2 separate regions of the Canis lupus genome follow, and region 1 is linked to region 2. A link is a contact called in public Hi-C data. All regions are on one chromosome and are shown on one strand. The core of a region is the stretch at or near the end of the contact, and the rest is flanking DNA. Distances in the headings are between cores, read along the strand shown.

Region 1 (4,391 bases), core at 52-2,551, 300 kb before region 2:
CCGGCCGCCGGGGTTTCAGACTCGCGGCTGCGGCTGCGGCGAGGCCAACCCCGCGGGCGGAGGGCCTCGCACACGCCCCCACGGCCCGCCCCCCGCCCCAGGCAGAAGACCGAGGGGCAGAGGTACCCACGGGCCCCAGCGGCGGCGAACAGGAAGTGGCCGTACAGCGGCGCAGAAAAACCCTAACTCCCCCCGCCCCCCGACGGGCGCCCGCGGGGGAGGGGCCAGGGGCCGGGGCGCCCCCCACATCCGGGACCCGCCCCTGTGCCCCGAGCCCCGCCGCCCGGGGGGCTGCAAGTGGCCTGCGCGCAGCGTCCGTCCGGCGCCTCCCCGGGCGCGCCTCGGCGGGGCCCAGCCGGGCCGCCCTCCACGCCCGGCACGTCGCGCTCCACTCGGCGGGGGCGGGGGCGGGGGCGGGGGCGCTGCACACGCTCCCGAGGGGCTCGGGGCACTTCCTCCGACAGCAGCCTGGCCCCGAGCGGAGCCTCGCCGGGCCGCCGGCACCCGCCCCCGGGCAGTCCCTGCCGCTCGCCAACAACTCCGAACTCCTCACGGGGCCGCCCCCACGCCCCGGAGCCCACACGGGACCCACGCCGCGCGCCGGGGACAGCGCGCCCCCCTCCCCGCCCCGTGCCGGCGCCAATTCCTCACAGGACAAAAATGTCCGGGCGCGTCACGGGACGGCCGCCTCCGCGCCCCACGCCGGCCGCCGGCCGCCGGCCGCCGCCGCACGCGCTGCCTCCGCCCCGGGAGCCGCGGCGCGGGCCGGGGCGGGGAGCGCGGACGCCCGGCGGCGCCGGCCCCGCAGGGCGCCACTCCGCGCGGGACTCACCGTCTGCTCGGCCGCCGCGGCGGGGAGGCGAGGGGCGGGCAGGGGAGGACACAATATGGCAGAGCCCCGCAGCTGCTCCCGGCGGCTTCCAGCAGCCGCCTCCGGGAAGACGCGGCAAAGAGCAGGCAGCGGCAGCTGCGGTGGCGGCCGCGGCAGCACCACATCCCCCTCCCGCTCGCTTCCTCCCCCTCCCGGCACCCTCCCCCGCTGCCATGGCAACGCGGCGCCGAGGCGATTAGCCCCGCCCCCCGCGGTCCCCGCCCCCCCCGCGGCCCCTCGGGAGGGGCTCGGTCCGCCCCTCGGTGCCCCGCCCACCTCCTACCTAAGGGCCGGCGCGGGGCCTCGCAGGCGGCTCGGGACGGCTGGCGAGGAAGGAAGGGAGATGCGGTGTCCGGAAGGGCGGGGTTCGCACGGAAGGCAGGGCGGAGGCGCTGTGTGGGCCCGGGCCGGGTTCGGGCTGAGGAGAGGCTGGGAAGGCGGGAAAAATGGAAAGGCCTCGCCTGTCCCGGAAGGGCCTATCGGAGCGCGGCGGGGCGCGGCGCGGCCGCTGAGTGGCCGGGGAGGCCCGGGGGCGGGGCTAGGGCGGCCTCCCCGGCGGCGCGGCCGGCGCGTCCTGGCGCGGGGACTGCGGCGGGGCCCCTCGACAGCCCGGGCTCCTGTGGGGGCCCCCGGGAGCCTTCCGCCATTGCCCGGGCTTTGAAAGCGCTGTCGAAACGGTAAAGCGTGAGTGTGAACTTCATATTGCACTCGCTTGACTGGAATTTTAAGAAGAAACTGAGCTTAGCGTGTTTGTGGTAAAGAAAAAAAAAAAGACTCTGGAATCAGACCCAAAATTTAATAAGCATCGCATTTCCTGAGGCCTCACTAAGTGCTAGGGACCGAGCTAAATTCTTTACGTGCATTGTGATAACCATGATGCTAAGATAGCGTTGCCAGATAAAACACAGGAGTGTCCAATTATATCAGAATTTCAGGTAAAAAAATTTTTTTTCAGGTAAATGTAGAATATTTTTTTAATATAAGAATGTTCCATTTGGAGATACACTTCCTGTTTTTTTTTTTTTTTTCTTTTTTGCTAAATCTGCAAACCCTACCCTAACTCTTACAAATTCCCACTTTACAGATAAGGAAACCGAGGCTTAGGAAATTAACCTGACAAATACAAGGTAAGTGGCAGAACTAAGGCTCTATTTTACAAAAATTATGATTCTGATCACTAAATTTCTGAGTATCTATATTATCCACATCTTCAAAAACTAGAGTAATGATCCCTGTCACTAATGTGCTGAATGGATGGAGAGAAAAGGTATGTGAAAGAGACATGCATAGTGGCTGGTGTCATAGGAGGCTCACTTTCTTCCAGAACAATGAATGTTAGCTGAATATTTACTATGTGCCAGGCCATGAGTATAAAGTGAGCTGATTATGAAACGAGCTGCCTACTGACAATAAAACAAGTCAAGCTGTGGAGATGACAGAGACATAGAAGAATTCTAGGCATCAGAATGTATAAAAACAAAAATGGAAGTGTTCAACCCTCATTCCACAGAGGAAAATGTTGTGTCTATAGGATTTGTCCAAAATCAGCTACTAGTTCCATTTATTTCTCATTACACCGTCCTGAAGGTCCTCATGACTGCATTTGGAGTAAGAGGCCACCCGGCAAAGATACAGTAAGCTTCAATTAAAACAAGAGTTGCTTCATTTTCTCCCTTCAGAGCAATCACTGTTACCCCCTCATGTGGACAAGTTGAAGGACGTTCCTAGAGGAAGAATATAGTAGAATTACTAGTTTTCAGAACTACTAGAATATAGTACTAGAATATAGTAGTTTTTTTTTTGTTTTTTTTTTTTTTTTTTTACCACAAACACGCTAGGGAGAAAGGAAGACTGACAGGAGGTGGCTTGTGAAGAGCCACAGCCTCTTCCTACCTTAGTTTTGCTTTATCTCTAGTGGCCATGGTGATCACTAGTATAATATAGGTCTTCCTCTCCCTACAGGTTATTGTAATAGTATCTTATTTGATATATTGAACTTTAGTTTCTATTTTTCCTTCTAATCAGTTTTAAACTCAGGTGACCAAACAGTCCTCCTCAACTCTAGAAGAATCCCAGAATTTGAAATCTGGAATGAATATATACTTTAAAGATAGGTCATCTAGGAGCCCAGTTTATCATGGATGCAAAAACAAATCCAGAACAGTCATGTAACTTGTCCAAGGTCAAGTAATGAATGTACTGCATTAGCATCCACTAAGATCTCTCTGCTGGGCCTCTCTACTGAGTAGAGAGGCTGGGAACATTTAAATAATCGCTGTGGATAAGGCTGAGGTCTCTTGGGAAATCTGTCACACTTAGTTTAGAGTCCAGGGACACTTGTATACTTAAAGGCTATTTTAGAGGACTTTGAACGCCTATCAAGGAAAAGCTCTGATTAAAACTAATGATGATTCAGAGTGAGTAGCTTTCCCCAGGAGTTTACAAGAGTAAAAAGGCTATGAAAACAAAGCTGAACTCTTTAGGAAAAAGAGGATCCTGGCATTTAAGATCTCTTGTGAAGTGTGTATTCTTCATTCTCCAAAATACTTTAAAGGAACATATTCACTAATAAACTTTACTGGAAGACAAATGCATTAGAAAATATATTGTTTGAAATGCCTTTGTATTTAGGCTGAAAAGTGATAGGAATGCAAATATACATGTTTTCAGTTCAATGTATTTAACACTCTATTGCATATATTTAACAAAGACTCTTTGATCATAGCTTGGTGATTCTAAAAACAACCAGTTTGCCAATACGGAAATGTAGGCTTCAAGCCCCTTGAGGTCAATGACCATATCTTTTTCATCCTTACAGTTTAATTTCTTGGAACAGTTTTCAGGACAAAGGTGATGGTGAATAATATACGCTGATAAAAGAAGTAACTTTTCTCAAATTACAAGATACCAGGACTAAGATATAACGATCCTAAGTACTGGTATGCCAGTTGGGCTAAAAAGTTAGAATTGTGAATGAGAGTCTAAATTTTTTTTCCTTTGAGGATCTTTTTCAGTGTCTTTCCTAAGAGTAACTAACTGTATTTCATAATACCTATATTTCCATAGGCCCTGTTATTGGCAGTAATTTAGACCAATTCTCCTACTAAGGATACAAAAAAACCTTAAAAAAATATTTTAAAAATCAGGTATTAGAGAGCTAACAAGATAGAAATTACAGTCCATAATCTGAGAGTTGATGGAAACCCAGGGAATTCACTTATCCATTCCATAGAAGGTTGCTGAACAGGAATAGGGGCTAGTGATTAGAGCGCAGGATGTGCAAAGGGAGAAGGAGGATGACTTGGTTGAAGCCCCCTTGCTTTGGACAAGAAATCCGAATGGTTATATCCTAGAAGTAAAGGAGGGACATCTTAGTTTCATATCATCTCAACCCTGAGATTGGATTAGGGGAATTCCTTTAGCCTAATGCCCCCAAGCCCTTGGCAGAAGCAAAGGGAAATTTTCTCTGAAGTAAAGTAATATTCTCGGCCTCAAATCATTTGTACAGTTTTGCAAAAAC
Region 2 (4,422 bases), core at 1,191-3,690:
CATTTTTAGGACCAGAGAGAGATCATCTCAAAATTACAGAATGTTTTTTAAAAATTGAAAACAGGATTATGTAATCCAAAATAAACTCATATTAAAAGGTGAGGAACCCTCATTCTCTATAAAGGTAATTTGCCTAGAGTCACAGAATCAAACCAGGGACTCAAACACCCAGCACAGTGCGGGATCCTCTCTCCTTGCCCTTCCCCCCTCCCCCCCCCCCCCAAGTACACACCTGTCCGCCTCTCAGCCTTACTTTATCATACTTTGTAACCTCTTTAATTACCCATCTCACGCCTAGACAGCAATCGATCAAACTCAAATAAGAGAGAAGTCACCCAAAGGTCTGAAGACTGGAGAATCAGGTAAACTGTTTTGCCACCTACATAAAATGAAAAAACAAAAGGGAGAGCCGGAGCCAAGTGAGAAAGGGTACTTTTTCCGTCTTCACGACAAAAGCTAGGGAATAAAAAAAAAAAAAAAAAAAAAAAAACCAAAAACAACAACAACAACAACAACAACAAAACGCGTTTTCCTTGGGGACAGATTATGGTGAGGGGACCAGATACGGAAGATAATTCCTCTTGGGGGGGGGGGTGTTTCTCTTCCTTTGAGTTTGTAGGATCTATAAATAAATAAATAAATAAATAAATAAATTTAAAAACATTTAAAATCACATAAACAATCCTAACCTCAGCGCATTTATAATCCCTCCCTTTCCTCACAAATTATTTTCCTGATCGTTATTACATAGACCACGTTCCCAAGAAATAAGCCGACCCGAGGTCTAAGTGCCTGTTTACCGAAACCTTTCCAAGACTCGGGCGACTCTTGTCAGACTGCGATCAGGAAAGTAACTCCCAACTCGGGTTTCCAGCTGAAAGCCCGGGGAACCGGAGCTCCGGGGCTTGCAGATACCCTCAGCTGGGCTAAAGGGCAACGGACTCTCTAGCGCTCCCTACAGCTCACGCCGTGAACCTACCCACTGCCGAAAACGCCGAGTTACCCAGGATCGGCTCCCTGGCTCCACTTTTTTTTTTTTTTTCCTCTCTCCTCTCTCTCTCTCTCTCTCTCTTCTGCTTAAAAAATCGGGTGAAGGTGGCGGTGGGGCGGAGGGGGGAGAACCGAAAAGGCGAACCGAAGGATTAATCACTTCTCCCCATTACATCAGCAGCCCCCGCCCTTCCCTCCGAGCACCTCCTCTCCGAGAACCGTCGCTACGCACTAGCGCTCTCGGCGCCCACCCCCCGCTCTATTATATGCCCTGATACCTCCCCATTATCACCCGCCCCACCACACTCCCTCTTCCCTCCTTCCCCCTCCTCGGCGAGGGAGGGAGGAAACCCGAGAGAGGAAACAGGGCGTTGAAGGAAGGGCCTGCGCCATAAGAGCGGGGGCCCCATTGGCCGGTGGCTGTACGGGCGCCCCCCATTGGCTGCCTGGCTGGAATCCCCGCCTCCCCGCGGCCCCGCCCCCTCGCCCCTCCCCCCGCCGCCCCGCGGCCCTCCCCCGCGCCCCCGGCCAGCCCCGCGGCGGGGAGGGACCCACTGGGCGAGTGGAGGCTCCGGCGGTGTCAATGGCTCCTCCTGCCACGGAGCAGCAGCAGAAGCAGCGGCGACGGGGTTGAGGAGGAGGAGGAGGAGGAGGAGGAGGAAAGGTTCCTTTAAGGAGGAGGAACGACGACGCCTCTTTTTCCCTCTATCTCCTCCCTTCACACTCATTTCCCCTTCGCCGAGGAGAGAAGGGGGGGAGGAGAGAGAAGAGGCCGAAGAAAGAGAGAAAAATTCCTCACAGAAATCTCTTTCAGGGGGTGTGGGGGGAGGAAGAGGAAAAAAAAGAGAGAGCCGGGCGCCCCCCGCTCCCTCCCTCCCTTCTCTCCCTCTCTTCTCCTCCTTCTCCCTTCCTCGCCCGCCCGCCCGCCCGCCCACTCCCCCCGCCGCCGGAGACGCCGCTCGGGAGTCGGCGGGCCCGGAGTCTGTCTCCTCACCCGCCGACGCCGCGCTTCGCCTCGGGATCCCCGGGCGGGCGGACGCCCTTTCTTTCTTCCCCTCGCTCTGCCCGTCTCCTGCCTCCGTCCCTCGCGGCCGCCCCGCCCGGCCGCCTCGGCCTTCCCCGTGCGTCAGGCCCGCCCGGCCGGCCGCGCTCGCTCTCGGTCTGTCTCCGCGGGCCTTTCTCTCCGCTCGGGGTCTCGCTCGCCCCCTCCGCCCTTCCCGTCTCCCCTTCCCCTCGCCCCCTTTCCTTCCTCCCCCCCCCCCACCCCCTGCTCCGGCCCGGAGCTCGCCGTGCGTGTGCGTGTGTGTGTGTGTGTGTGTCCCTCCGCCAACGCCGCCACCTCAGCCCGGCAAATGAACTCCGTCCGAGCCGCCAACCGGAGACCCAGGCGAGTGTCGCGGCCGCGCCCGGTGCAGCAACAGCAGCAGCAGCCCCCGCAGCAGCCGCCGCCGCAGCCGCCTCAGCAGCAGCCGCAGCAGCCTCCGCCGCCGCCGCAGCAGCAGCAGCAGCAGCCTCCGCCGCCGCCACCGCCGCCTCCGCCGCTGCCTCAGGAGCGGAACAACGCCGGCGAGCGGGGTAAGGCCGCGCTCACTCCCCGCCGCCCGCCGGCTCGGGCGCCGGCCGGCCGGGCCCCGCGGGGAGGGAGGCCTGTGCGCCCCCCGGGGGTGGGAGACGGCGGCCGAGCGGAGGCGGGTCCCCCGGTGCCGCAGTGTCAGCCCGGCCCGGGCCCCGGCCGCGGCCCCGAGCCCGGCCCCGGCCCCGGCCCCGGCCCCGGCCGGCAGGAAAAGCCGCGGCTTCCCCACCCGCCCGGGCTCTCGCTCAGGCCGCGCTTTGTTTGGTTGCGGGGGCTCGGCACCCTCTACCCCCACCCATCCCTTGGCTTCTCGCCTGGCTCACGGACCCCGCAGGAGTCTGTCGGTGGCTGGGGCGGGGGAGGCAGAGGGTGGGATTTCCCCCTTCTCTGCTGCCTTCCACGGTTTGCCTCCCCCTTCATAACAGAAGGTGTGTGTGTGGGGGGGGGGGGACAACTGGGAGTGATCGGGCGGTGGGGCTGGCTGGGGAACTTGTTTTTCCCCCTTTTCTCTGTTTAGCCTCCCCCTTCCTGTGGAGGAGGGGGAAGGGGGGGGGGAATCCGAGTGGTCTGTGGTGTTGGCCGGGGAACTTGTTTCCCCCACCCCCCTCCCTGGTCACGGGGTAGGGGGAGCCGCGACTCCTCTCCCAACCCCACAGTGTTTGCTGCGCAGTTTGGCTTTAGTTACAGAACCCCTGGGAAAGGACCCGTTAAATCGAGACCTTTAAATAAATAAATATAGGACCCATCGGCCATTTCCAGCCCCCTCCCTCGCGTGCAGTGCAGTTACCCTTCCGCCCTCCCGACCACCCCTCTCGCCCGTCCTCCCCCCAGCGAACCCCTGCGCCGCTGCGCCAGCCCCTCCGTCTCCCGGTGGGGTCTGAACGCCCCTTGCTGGGAACCGGCCCCTAGGGAGAGAGTGAGTGTGTGCCGTGTCCAAGGCCTAGCGAAATGTGTCATTTGGACCCAACTGTGCAGCTCTGTCTGGTAACCACCATTGTCTGAGGGCTGAGGCTCCGGGGGGTTGGATTCTTGGTTTAGCAAAAATAATGTTCAGTTCTACTTTGACGATGTGGTTATTTGGGGGAGGTTTATGAGGTAGAGTGTTGCACCTCGGTCTCCAGACGTAACTATTCTCTTTATTAATTAGCTGCTCTCCGCGGGGGTGGAGGTCAGTACCATATTTATGTGTACGGTTGTTGTTTTAAGGAGGAGGGGAATTGTTAGGAGACATTTTGCGTGTTTTCGTTGGCGGATTAAGGTTAATTTTACATGCGTTGGTTGTCACACCTCCTTTGATCAAGGGGATTGAGATTAAATGCCTTTTAAAAATCATACATTCTTTCCTTAAAATCTGTTTCAGTGTTGTACTTGATAAAAATACTTAAATGAAAGAGAGAGATGATAATCTGAAAAATAGTTCAAAGGGTTTTCACTAGTCACTGTTACCGATAGTCCTTGAGTCCTTTGCTATATGTTGCTGGAAAGAATGTGATGTTTCAAGCCAGTTAGAAGTCTTGTGTAACATTATTGGCAATTGTGTTTTAATGATTCTTTGATACATTTACCTTTTTTTTTTTAATAAATTGAAAATATTTAGTTTCATCATTTCCTTTCACATTTGCATATCAGGGTTTTCCTGTGTTCCATTCAAGTAACACTTAAGACTACTTCCACTCTATGTTGTATAAAAATTTTTTGAGAAAACAGTGACACTAGATTGAAATCCTAGCGTAGTAAGGATTCGTTTGCTAGAAGTAAAGTAAGCGTTTTCAAGATGTACTGATTTGTTCAGACCATTAGGGCTGAGTCAAATCTGTTTGGCCAAACTTAATTTAGTCTCATTGTGTATTTTAAAATAT

The links. A called contact is a pair of places that touch in the nucleus more often than the background predicts.
Region 1: a contact with region 2 is called in a Hi-C map of blood, with 2.9 times the contacts expected there. The contact joins the promoter of FOXN2 here to the promoter of FBXO11 in region 2. A contact is called at or near these places in 2 of 9 Hi-C or Micro-C datasets (both in blood).

What each region holds. Positions count from the first base shown.
Region 1 is chr10:51,277,072-51,281,462 of UU_Cfam_GSD_1.0, reverse strand. FOXN2 (forkhead box protein N2) reads right to left here and starts at 1,301. Exons shown (of 6, transcript XM_038551240.1): 1 at 1,155-1,301. LOC111097744 (a long non-coding RNA gene) reads left to right here and starts at 1,420. Exons shown (of 4, transcript XR_005365954.1): 1 at 1,420-1,548; 2 at 1,956-1,998.
Region 2 is chr10:50,978,979-50,983,400 of UU_Cfam_GSD_1.0, reverse strand. FBXO11 (F-box only protein 11) reads left to right here and starts at 2,440. Exons shown (of 23, transcript XM_038551237.1): 1 at 2,440-2,565. It overlaps LOC102155569 (a long non-coding RNA gene), which reads right to left and starts at 973. Exons shown (of 6, transcript XR_005365928.1): 1 at 284-973.